Linked DNA regions of Mus musculus: region 1 is linked to region 2. A link is a contact called in public promoter capture Hi-C data. All regions are on one chromosome and are shown on one strand. Each heading gives the region's core, a stretch centred on a gene start, on an enhancer-like site or on the middle of the called end of the contact. The rest is flanking DNA. Distances are from core to core; before and after follow the strand shown.

Region 1 (5,886 bases), core at 1,538-4,037, 380 kb after region 2:
CTGAGCTGGGCATGGTGTCCACACCTGTAATCCCAGCACTTGGGAGGCAGAGATAGGGGAACCAGAGCTTAAAGTAAGTCTTAGCTACACGAGACCCTGTCCTAAACATACAGAGTAGAATAGGGATCCCTCCTTTCAAGGCTTTTAAGAGATGGCCAGCATTTAGAAGCATCCCCTATTCTTTCAGAAGACACCAGTTTGGTTCCCAGCACCAATGTAGCCAATGTAGAGTGGCTTGAAACCCTTTGTAATTCCAGTTTCAGGGGATTCAATTCCCTCTTCTGTGGGTACTGTACTTATATACAAATACCCATACTTCCACCATCCCCAACCCGGCCCCAACACACAGCTAAAAATGAGATAGCATCTGTGGTAGAGTGCTTATTTAGTATATAAGAGTCCCTGAGTTCAAGTCTCTGCTTTACCGTAAATAAATAAATAAACAAACAAGCAAAATAGAACAACACAAAGAGCCAAGGCTGGAGCATACAATATAGCTTAGCAGGTAATGGCAGAGCTGCCAAGGTACCCAAGTTCAATCCCAAGGACCTGCATGATGGAAGGAGAGAACTGATTCCCTCAAACTGGCCTCTGACATCCACATGTGGGCTATGGTACACATACTAATTCAATTAAATAAATAAAATGAAACCAACATAAACCCCACAAAGTCAACCTTCAAAGCAAGGAGCCATGCGGAGTGGAACATACCAATAACCCCAGCACCAAGGTGGAGCATAAGGACCAGGAGTTAAGGGATGTATGTAGGTAAAGAGTTGGCTCAGTCGTTAAGAGCATTGGCTACTCTTCCAGAGGATCTAGGTTCAATTCCCATCACCCACTTGGCAGCTCACAACTATGTGTAACTCTAATTTGAGGGAATCCAGGACCACTTCTAGCCTGCTTGGCTACAAGGCACACATGTGGTACACAGACATATATGCAGCAAAAATACTCTTACACATAAGAATAAGAACAAGCAGGGCAGTGGTGGCGCACGCCTTTAATCCCAGCACTCAGGAGGCAGAGGCAGGCGGATTTCTGAGTTCGAGGCCAGCCTGGTCTACAAAGTGAGTTCCAGGATAGCCAGGACTACACAGAGAAACCCTGTCTTGAAAAAACAACAAACAAACAAACAAACAAAAAGAACAAATATAAAATAAATAATAGAGCTGGGTGGTGGTGGTGCACTTAATCCCAGCACGTGGAAGACAGAGGAAGGTGGATCTCTGAGTTCCAGGCCTGTGTGGTCTACAAATCCAGTTCTAGGATAGCCAGGACTACACAGAGAAACCCTGTTCTGAAAAAACTATCTAACTACAACTAACTAACTAACTAACTAACTAACTAACTAACTAACTAACTAAATCTCACTTACATAATTTCCCTCTTGATGTTAATTTTTATTTATTTTATTTTATTTTTTAAAAATGTATTTCAAGGCCAGCCTTGTCTACACACAGAGTTCCAGGACAGCCAGGGCTACACAGAGAAACCCTGTCTCGAAAAAAAAAAAATTTACTTATGTGTGTGTGCATGGCACATGTGTAAGGGTGGGTGCACTCATAGATCAATAGAGGGTGTTGGATCCATTGGACCTATTGTGGGCAGCTCTATTCTACGAGGGTGCTAGAATTTGAACTTTGGTCCTTTGATAGAGTGTAAAGCATTCTTTTTTTTTTTTTTTTAAAGAATTCCATGTTGTTGCTTGGATTTGAACTCAGGACTTTTGGAAGAGCAGTCAGTGCTCTTAACTGCTGAGCCTTCTCTCCAGTCCATGTAAAACATTCTTAACCAGTGAGCCATCATATCAGCCTTTTTATCTCCCCCATCACCTATTTTCCAAAATTTTCATTTTATGTGTATGGGTGTTTTGTCTTCATATATATTTGTGAACCACATGAGTGCCTGGTGTCCACAGAGGCCAGAAGTGTGTCAGATCCCCTGGAACTGTAGTTATGACTGTTGTAAGCCACCTTGTGGGTGCTGAAAAATCAAACCTGGGCACTTTGAAAGAGCAGCCAGTGTTTTTTGTTTGTTTGTTTTTCGAGACAGGGTTTCTCTGTGTAGCTCTGGCTGTCCTGGAACTCACTTTGTAGACCAGGCTGGCCTCGAACTCAGAAATCCACCTGCCTCTGCCTCCCAAGTGCTGGGATTAAAGGGGTATGCCACCACGCCCGGCACAGCCAGTGTTCTTAACCACTGAGCCATCTCTCCATCCCCTAAAACCCTCTTAGAGATCAGGTTTTAGATCCTTGGCTGTCCTGAACCATGTAAGTCATGGTTGAGCTGGAACTTGTGGAAATCCCCTTATTCTCCTTTTACGGGGCTGGTATTAGTCATTTTATTTATAGTTCATTTTATTATTTAATTGGACAGGCTCTATAGTCCAGCCAGTCCTTATGTAGTCAAGAATGGCCTTGAACGTTTGGTCCTCTGGCCTCCATTATCTCTTGCTGGGATTACAGACAAATACTACCACACCTCACTTTGCAGTTAAATTTTCTACCTTAATGTACTTTAGAAACATAATTATTATATCAAAATCATAATCTTGTGAAAAGTATTGGTTAGAACAGAGGAACAATAGTGCTAATGAACAGAACCAGTGGCTCCCCACCATGACAATGTTACTAAACACACAAAACAAATGGAAATACTGTGTTGGAGGGACTGGAAAAGCTGGCTGAAATCCGGGAAGGAGACCAAGTAGACAATAGGTGCTTGGGCAGAGCGGAGAGTTGCTACAAAGAACCAGCGAGGCTCTGAAAGGGAGGTGGGAAGTCTGCCAAGAACACACTGAGAACTTCTGGACTTGACCCATGCCCGGTGATCCCAAGGGCCCATCTGCAGCAACAGAATCAATGGCAGCAGCTGCCATTGGCCACGCTGGAAGGAGGACATACTGCAGAGGAATGGCAGCAGCTGCCATTGGCCACGCTGGAAGGAAGACATACTGCAGAGGAATGGCAGCAGCTGTCATTGGCCACGCTGGAAGGAGGACATACTGCAGAGGAATGGCAGCAGCTGCCATTGGCCACGCTGGAAGGAGGACATACTGCAGAGGAATGGCAGCAGCTGTCATTGGCCACGCTGGAAGGAGGACATACTGCAGAGGAATGGCAGCAGCTGCCATTGGCCACGCTGGAAGGAAGACATACTGCAGAGGAATGGCAGCAGCTGCCATTGGCCACGCTGGAAGGAGGACATACTGCAGAGGAATGGCAGCAGCTGCCATTGGCCACGCTGGAAGGAGGACATACTGCAGAGGAATGGCAGCAGCTGTCATTGGCCACGCTGGAAGGAGGACATACTGCAGAGGAATGGCAGCAGCTGCCATTGGCCACGCTGGAAGGAAGACATACTGCAGAGGAATGGCAGCAGCTGTCATTGGCCACGCTGGAAGGAGGACATACTGCAGAGGAATGGCAGCAGCTGCCATTGGCCACGCTGGAAGGAAGACATACTGCAGAGGAATGGCAGCAGCTGTCATTGGCCACGCTGGAAGGAAGACATACTGCAGAGGTTCCTCTCCTCAGACTCACTGTGTTTTCCCCTAATTTCCCTTTGTCATCCAAACCTCCAACTGTTTAAATATACTGGTGTTAATAAACTCATTTTCAATTTCAAATACTCTTGGGGGGAACTGTCAGTCATTCATAATTTAGTAAGATCTGCATTCAGATTGCCTGCCTCCAAGTACTTAGAATGAAATCAGCCATAGTTTGGCAGCAGAATTTTAATGAGCAGAGTCAAATGCGCTCTCTCTCTCTCTCTCTCTCTCTCTCTCTCTCTCTCTCTCTCTGTGTGTGTGTGTGTGTGTGTGTGTGTGTGTGCTCGCACCCATGCTGGAGAGAAACATGCTCGTTGGTGGAGAGAGACATTTGCAGGAGACTGACTGCCAAAGTTAACTTCAGCCTGTTATTTAGTTGGTGCTCAAGGTCAGAGTCATGACTCTGCCCACAGCTGAGCACCGTAGGTAAGCTAGGAGTGATGGGAAGCCATTTTTTACACCTGGTCAGCTTTGGGGACTCAGGAGTTGGCCTGGCCTAGCTGCCTTGAGAGGCACAAGTCATGGGCATTTAAGGTTAGAGTCCATGGTGCCTGGGGGCCTGTGTGCCTTTCAGTTCTTTAGAAATGGAGGCAGGGGATCATTCAGGCTGCATCTGTATCTCTGTGTTCTCTAGAAATCAGCGAAGCATATAGAAACTTGACAGAACACTTAGTCTTAGACATAGAATCCTGCCTATATAGCTTGGAAACCTCACTGTATCCTGGCAACTATAATGGTTATAATTGTATTCTTGGTAATGAAAAGAAATAAAACTTGAGACCTGTGATTCATGCAATGTATGTCAAATAGCCCAAAGAGTTATTTGTGAGCTTTGAAACCTGGGGCTGAGAACATAGCAGAACAGACCAGGACATGCCCGGGCAGGCCCGTCGCCTCCCTATCTCCCACCCCTCTGACCTAAGTTAAATGTTAACAGGCTGCTGATGTTTAAATGGACCAATCATGTGAAACCGCACCAATTCCTCCCCCAGCCCCACTCCTTTTCTATAAAAACCCCTAGCTTCCAAGCCTCGTGGTCAAATCCACTGTCTCCTGTGTGAGATACATTTCGACCCAGAGCTCCGCCATTAAAATACCTCGTGTTGTTACATCAAGGTGTTGTGTTCTATTCGTGATTCTTGGGTGCACGCCTAATCAGGAGTTGAGTGGGGGTTTCCCCACTAGGTTCTTTCAGTAACTACTGCCATTATATCCTTTCTCTCTCTCTCTCTCTCTCTCTCTCTCTCTCTCTCTCTCTCTCTCTCTCTCTCTCTCTCTCTCTCTCTCTCTCTCTCTCTCTCTCCCTCTCTCTCTCTTTCTGGAACAGGGCTTCTCTCTGTAGTCCTGGCTATCCTTAAATTCACTCTGCTGACCTGGGTGGCCCTAAACTCAGAGATTCATTTGTCTCTCCCTCCCAGGTGCTAGGATTAAAGATATGTACCACCACCACCTGGCTATATTCTGTTTCTCATAAGGGTGTAGAATATCTGATTGTCCTTGGGCACCGTGGTGCAGGCCTTTAATCCCAGCACTTGGGAGGCAGAGGCAGGCGGATTTCTGAGTTCAAGGCCAGTCTGGTCTACAGAGTGAGTTCCAGGACAGCCAGGGCTACACAGAGAAACCCTGTCTCTAAAAACACCACCACCAACAACAAAAGACCAATTGCTTACAAAAAAACAAAAACAAAACCCCTCCAAAACAAAACTAAACCCAAAACTTGTCACAATCTCAGTCTTGCTGTGTGACTCCTGTGACCCACCCCCCATGGATGACATTCCCAGAGACCATAACCTGGTAACCCTGGCTCAGTAAGCAAGCACTGGCTGGCGTTGCAGTCTGCAGTGAGGCAGACAGCAGCAAGGGCACTCACCTAGCTTGATCACATAGTTGATAAATCTCTGGATACGAAACTAGAACGGAAGAAAGAAATCTGTGGTCAGCATCACCACACCGTGAAAACCATGTCTGTATTCAGAAGTCAGACCACGGAAACTCTACCAAGGCCATCTGCCTTAGCTTTCTGTAGATCTCCAGAGTGGAAGAAAGAAGCTGGTGAGGAGGCTCAGTCTGCTCAGGCTAGGACAGGAGAAAATGGAGGTCCCGGGTTCTCCTCTGATCTCCAGGTGTGCAACTGCACATACACTTAACAGGTAAATAGGTAAAAGTCAAAAACAGAAAACCATTGAGTTGTGTTTATAGGAAAGGCATCCTGATTTTTTTTTTTAAAGATTTACTTATTTTATATGAGTACACTGTCACTGTCTTTAGACACATCAGAAGATTTTTTTTGTTTTAAAGATTTATTTATTTATTATATGTAAGTACACTGTAGC
Region 2 (5,369 bases), core at 1,888-4,387:
GGAGGGTCAGTGCGAAAACACTGGTTCTCTTTCAGTTCGGTGCCTAGAAAATTTCTAACGCAATCAGGAAAGCATTTGAGCAAACCCAGAAGGCAAGAAACACCATTCTCTGACACTCATGGGCTTTATTCCAAAGACTCACCTGGTCTTTGGAACAACTTTACAAGGATTTCCCCAAGACAGTTGTACTTGGAATACAGACCTGGAGTTAACTGTAGTGGTGGGTTTTTGTCTTTGCAGGGAAAAAGTTCATCAATGCCTTTATCAATAAGCTACAATTAAACAGTTGCAGGTATCTTTATGCTTGATGCCATATAAAGGAAGGTTTATGAAACTGCCCTCAAGGGGAATTATTAGAAATTATAGTTTGTAGGTTACCAAGCAGTCTTAAAAGTGAGGTCGAATAGTCTAGATGCCCAAGACCTCTTGACTTCCTGGAGTGGCACCAGCTCCCTAGAAGTCCTTAAGTAAGCAGGAAGGAGGTCACTTTCAGCCGAGAAGCATTCCTTTGCTGGAGCTCTAGGCATAGCAGAGCTGGATCTCAGATCTCTTGAATGCTCGTCAAGCAAGGGACCAGATAGTTCTTATCTCCATCCCTAGCACCAAGCATTCACAGTGCCGGACAGACTAAAATAGGCCCAGCTGAGACAAAGGATATAGAAGGCTGTAGAGCACGGGGATTTCATATCCAGAATCAAAACGCTGATGTCAATTGTTACAAGTTAAATTTACGTCCTAAAACTCATGGTGAAGTCCTAAGGGCTAGGGATGTTTCTCAGAGGGAGAGAGCTTACCAGCACGAACAAAGACATGGTGGATGGAGTCTTTGCTTACACGCTTCTCTCAACTCAGAAGATGGCCTTATTTGAAAACTGACAGTTGCAGATGTAATTAGCTACAGTGAAGTTACACTGGACCCTTAATTCAGTGAGACTGATATCTTCTTATAAGATAAGACTGAGATATGAATATAGTGGCCAGCCTGGGCTACATAGTGAGATCATATCTTGAAGAAGATGAAGGAGAAGGAGAGGAAGATGGGGAGAAGAAGAAGAGAAGGGGAAAGAAGAAGGAGGAAGGAGGATAGAGAAAAGAAGAGATGATAGAGGACTCTGGGGATCACACAAGCAGGGAGTGGACGGATAAAGCTATGCACCAAGGAAGACCAGGATTGCCTGGCCTCCTCTGCAGCTGGCAAGAGGAAAGGAAGAATTCTCCCTGGAGCTGTCAGGAGAAGTGGAGCCCTGGGCGACTAGTTTCTCATCCTAACCTTCCGAACGGTGCAAAAGTCACTTCTATTTTTCTAAGTATTTTCTGATAGCAGCCTTAGAAATCTTCATAGTAAACAACTCTGGGTGTTCTCCACAGTGCTGTTCAAAGGAACATGGAATATGGTGTAATAGCTGCTAGCCAGTGATAGAATCCATCCAGCAGAAGGGTGGGCGTGTAGAGCAGGGCTGCTGTGCCCTCTCCAGGACTCTGAGCCATAGGGGCTGAACTGAGCTGAAACACTCTCTCTCTGGAACAGGGCTGTGTTGGGCACTGCCTGGGGCAGCCCGTATATCCATTTCTCTTTACCTGCTCTATCTCGCTGCTGATCTCCAGGGCCTCCCTAGCTGCGTTCTTTGCCCGTTGGGTGTCGGCAGTGGCGCTCCCCAGGGCCGTTTCTGCTTGCTGGGTCTTGTCACTGGCATCTGCAACCTTCTGGCTAATAGAGGAGAGTCTCTTCATGGCCTCTTCAGCCTCTGCTTTTCTGTCTTCAACCTGCAGATCAAACTCTAGAATGAAGAAAAAAAGAAGAGAAAAGAAAAAAAAAATTGCCACAGAGACAACTGAATGAGAGTGCCTGGTGTTCTGAGGAAAAATTCCTGAAAGGGACCGATTACTAGCTAGGGGTGAGATGCTGCAGCTGGGATTAGCCTTTCTTTCCCAAGAGAAAAAAATCTCAAAGGAGCCACTGAGGGAGCTGTCAGCTTGCCCTAGGTCCCCACCACTGCAAGGATATCAACATCCAAAGTAGACAAAGAACAGGTGACTCTCTTTAAAGACTGAAGATTTAAGTCCAAGCCTGAAGCCAAAGAGCAGAGTTGGGGTGTAGTCACAGAGAGTTGGGTGTGGTTGCAGAGTTGGGGTGTGGTTGCAGTAGGTATAGAGGAACTTTCTATGAAGAGAATCCTAAGTCTTTAGAAATGATTCCCTTTTGTTTGCTAGTGAATAATGCTGACTTTTAAACCAAGTATCTTCAAGATACACCTCAGACTCCCTGGGAGTCACAAGTCATTACCTCAGAGAAGGCATATTGGAAGCAACCAAGCCACCCAAGGAAAGGAGACTATCAACACAGTTGTGACATACTGGGTATGAAGGACCCTAGAGATCGCCTGGTCCCCTTAAGTAGGACACAGGGATCTAGAAAGGTCACGCAGAGAGCTTGAGCTGGTCCTAGGGTCCAGTGAGGATCAGAACTCAGGACTCCTAGCACTTAGGTGGAATGACTTCCACCACCTAGGTCAAGTACTAATGAGATCATCATTACCTTAGTAAGATAGTGACTAAGCATCTATTAATAACCCAAATACACCCACCATTTAAGGAGGCAAAGGAGCATTTAGATGAATCGTGACTGTCCCTTTAAATCTGGATCACACAGCACTAACCTCGGAGGTTCTTCAGGATGTTCTCAACTTCATAAAAAGTGGCATTGCCCATACTTAGCGCTTCTTGGGCTCTGTTTTTAGCAAGGTTGGCACGGGAAAGCAGCTGATCTGAAGTCTGTAAATAGAACAAGATCAGAATGAGTGCATTCCTGCTAGCAAAATCACCCTGACACAACTTTTCCGTGACACCAGAGTGCTGTGCTGTGACTCACCGCAGTCTAGGGGTGCTGGAGCAGAGCCCTCTAGTATCTGATCAGGAACAAACTTTGTAATATATGTCTTTTAGAGGAAAGTCTACAACTCTTTCCACCCTAAGGGGCAGGAATAGTTTTGCAAATCACAATCTTAAACACTAGCTAGTTCCTGAATCTAAGATAGACAGACTTGGACTAAAATGAGACCTACAAGACCTGGGTTCTCTTCCTAGGTTCAAATGCTGACTCAATGGGTGGGGTTAATTCCATCAAAATTCCAGTCTTGGTTACTCCCTCTGTAACCAGTGGCATCATGACCTTTGGAGGGTTTATGGTTGTGGCTCTGGCTATTTCCACCCATACAGTCGGCATTCAGTGCGTGCTTGCTTATTGGCTGAGCGAGCGGTTGACAGAAGGTACCTGTCTCCTATCCTTTCCAGTCTGTAAAAGCTGCCGTGTTTCTTTTTCCCAGTTCCCCAGATTGTTTCGCACACGCGTGAATGCATCCGTTTGTCTGGTCACCAGGTTTGAGAGAGAATCAGCCTTTTGTCTGATCCTCTTTGCTTCCACCTGTGGACACAAAGTTACAAATGAGTGTGACTGTCTGCTCACACGTCACCACACCTGCTTCAGGACCTACTGTCACCATTTGAAAATACTGGCAGCCTTAAGAAGCCAAGAAAGCAGACACTGGCCCTAACGTCCCAAAGCCTACCAGAAATGAGACAGGGTACCAAGGAAAGATAGGCAGTACAACTCCCAAGAATACAGTAAACTCTGCCTCTGGTCTTTTTTAAAAAAGTTGTTAAAAACAATTGCTTTATCTATTCACAGAACATATCTCTATGGAGATCACTGTGAGTGTCTTTAGCTGTTGGGTATGCAGGTAAACTTAATCCAATAAGGTTGTAATAGCTAGGGAGATTGATGGCAGAAAAAAAAAAGCAAGCTTTTTGATAGCAAAAGTCTTCTTCTTAGCAGTATCAAATGGATGTATCGAACTCCATTAAAATTCAATTTGAGGGTCTCAAAAAAAAAAAGAACTGGGGAGGAGGCATAAAACTTTCCTTGACTAAGGGGTTCAAGATTAAACATGCAAGTCATTTTCCCTTTCAGAGTCTAGACAACAGATGACAGGAAGCAACTGTCTCTTCCTAACACCAAGCCCAAAGTCCATGCTAGGTTTTAAACACGGGCTATCAGCCATGTGCTAATACGTGTTCATCTGGTTGACATGGGTGCTGGGGTATGTGTGTGTGTGTGTGATGGGAAGCCTTTGTGGGGTGTAGGAGGCCTCTAGACCATGTGAGCTCTAAAGACATTGTGCACACTTGCCGATCATTTCCTCTGTCCTCCTGAGACTCTGCTGCCCTTAGCAGGACAGAACCAACGCAGGTACTGTGCCTTTAACCGTCTGAAACACTAAAGAGAAGAACCTCTTTCCCCTAATAAGTAATGAGCAATGTGACACTGCCTGACACAGCCATTGTGAAGAAGAAGCTGTAAAGTTGAACAATCTTCTGCGATCTATAGAGAAGAAAGTCTCTGTGTCCATTTGTCCGGGTGGCATGCACACAGGATCAGAGGCCTCACCTGAAAGGACAGATCACTGACTCCCTGAAGCTGAGAGGCAGAATCCAGGAGGCGGAGACTGTGCTGATACGACCTATCAGCTTCAATGTCGGCTTGGGTGCCCTCCCTTGACAGCTGCTGGCTCAGGGACTTGGTTTTCTCTAATCTGTGGCGAGGAAAAGTGAATGGTTAATAATAATAATAGCAATAATGGAGGGGGAAGACAAGACCTTACGATATAGCTTTGACAGGTCTGAAACTTACTGCTATCCTGCCTCCAAGAACTAGGATTACAAATACAAACATATTATATATATGTATACACACACACACACACACACATATATATATGTATATGTATATATATGATTTGTTTACAAACACATATATATGTATATATAAAATTCATCTTGTTGTTTTTAAAAATATGTAGTTGGGCCAGGAGGCATGATTATCAAAGTGTTTAGGAGGCAGAGACAAGTAGATCTCTGAGTTGAAGGTCAGCCAGAAGCTGGCGACTTAGTGACTCACACTCCCTCTCCCCATCCTCCTCAGGCAGTGTGTATATGTGCGTGTGTTTGTGTATAGGTTTGGTCAGAAAAATTCAACTCAAGCTTCCCAACTGCTGATAATCTAAGTGCTATTTTTCTGTCGCTGGCCCTGTCAGATGGTTTTATATACGCCTTCATAAGCTGGAGGGGGACCATCTCCCCCTGTATTGTCATATCTCAGTAAGAATGCGAGTTTTACTTAGATACCATAACCTTTCTTTTCCTAGTCTTAAAAATACTTTCCCCAAAGTAAATACTCATTCTCTTGCCTATGTTGTTGCTGTTATTATTATTATTATCATCATCATTATTATTATTACATCAATAATTGCTTTAGTTCTCTACAGCCTGTTCCTGAGCTCCAAGGGAGCTTGCCCTCTTCTGAGCACCCTGAT

What was found. Capture Hi-C pulls out chosen DNA fragments and counts their contacts.
Region 1: a contact with region 2 is called in a promoter capture Hi-C map of adipose tissue. The contact joins two enhancer-like sites. A contact is called at or near these places in 1 of 115 datasets of contacts at active chromatin or transcription factors (embryonic stem cells) and 1 of 9 other capture datasets (adipose tissue).

Annotation. Positions count from the first base shown.
Region 1 is chr1:153,503,689-153,509,574 of GRCm38.p6, forward strand. Npl (N-acetylneuraminate pyruvate lyase) reads right to left here. Exons shown (of 12, transcript NM_028749.1): 11 at 5,424-5,463. Among named protein-coding and RNA genes, the nearest start is that of Dhx9, 19 kb to the left of the region's middle. Within about 2 kb of position 2,788, at least 34 of the 459 cell types and tissues checked have an H3K27ac peak or open chromatin away from gene starts, as enhancers often do. A contact at or near this core is called in adipose tissue, where this site is marked.
Region 2 is chr1:153,127,379-153,132,747 of GRCm38.p6, forward strand. It overlaps Lamc2 (laminin, gamma 2), which reads right to left. Exons shown (of 24, transcript NM_008485.3): 18 at 4,445-4,589; 19 at 3,272-3,421; 20 at 2,658-2,772; 21 at 1,579-1,778. It also overlaps the pseudogene Gm17964. Among named protein-coding and RNA genes, the nearest start is that of Lamc2, 56 kb to the right of the region's middle. Within about 2 kb of position 3,138, at least 126 of the 459 cell types and tissues checked have an H3K27ac peak or open chromatin away from gene starts, as enhancers often do. A contact at or near this core is called in adipose tissue, where this site is marked.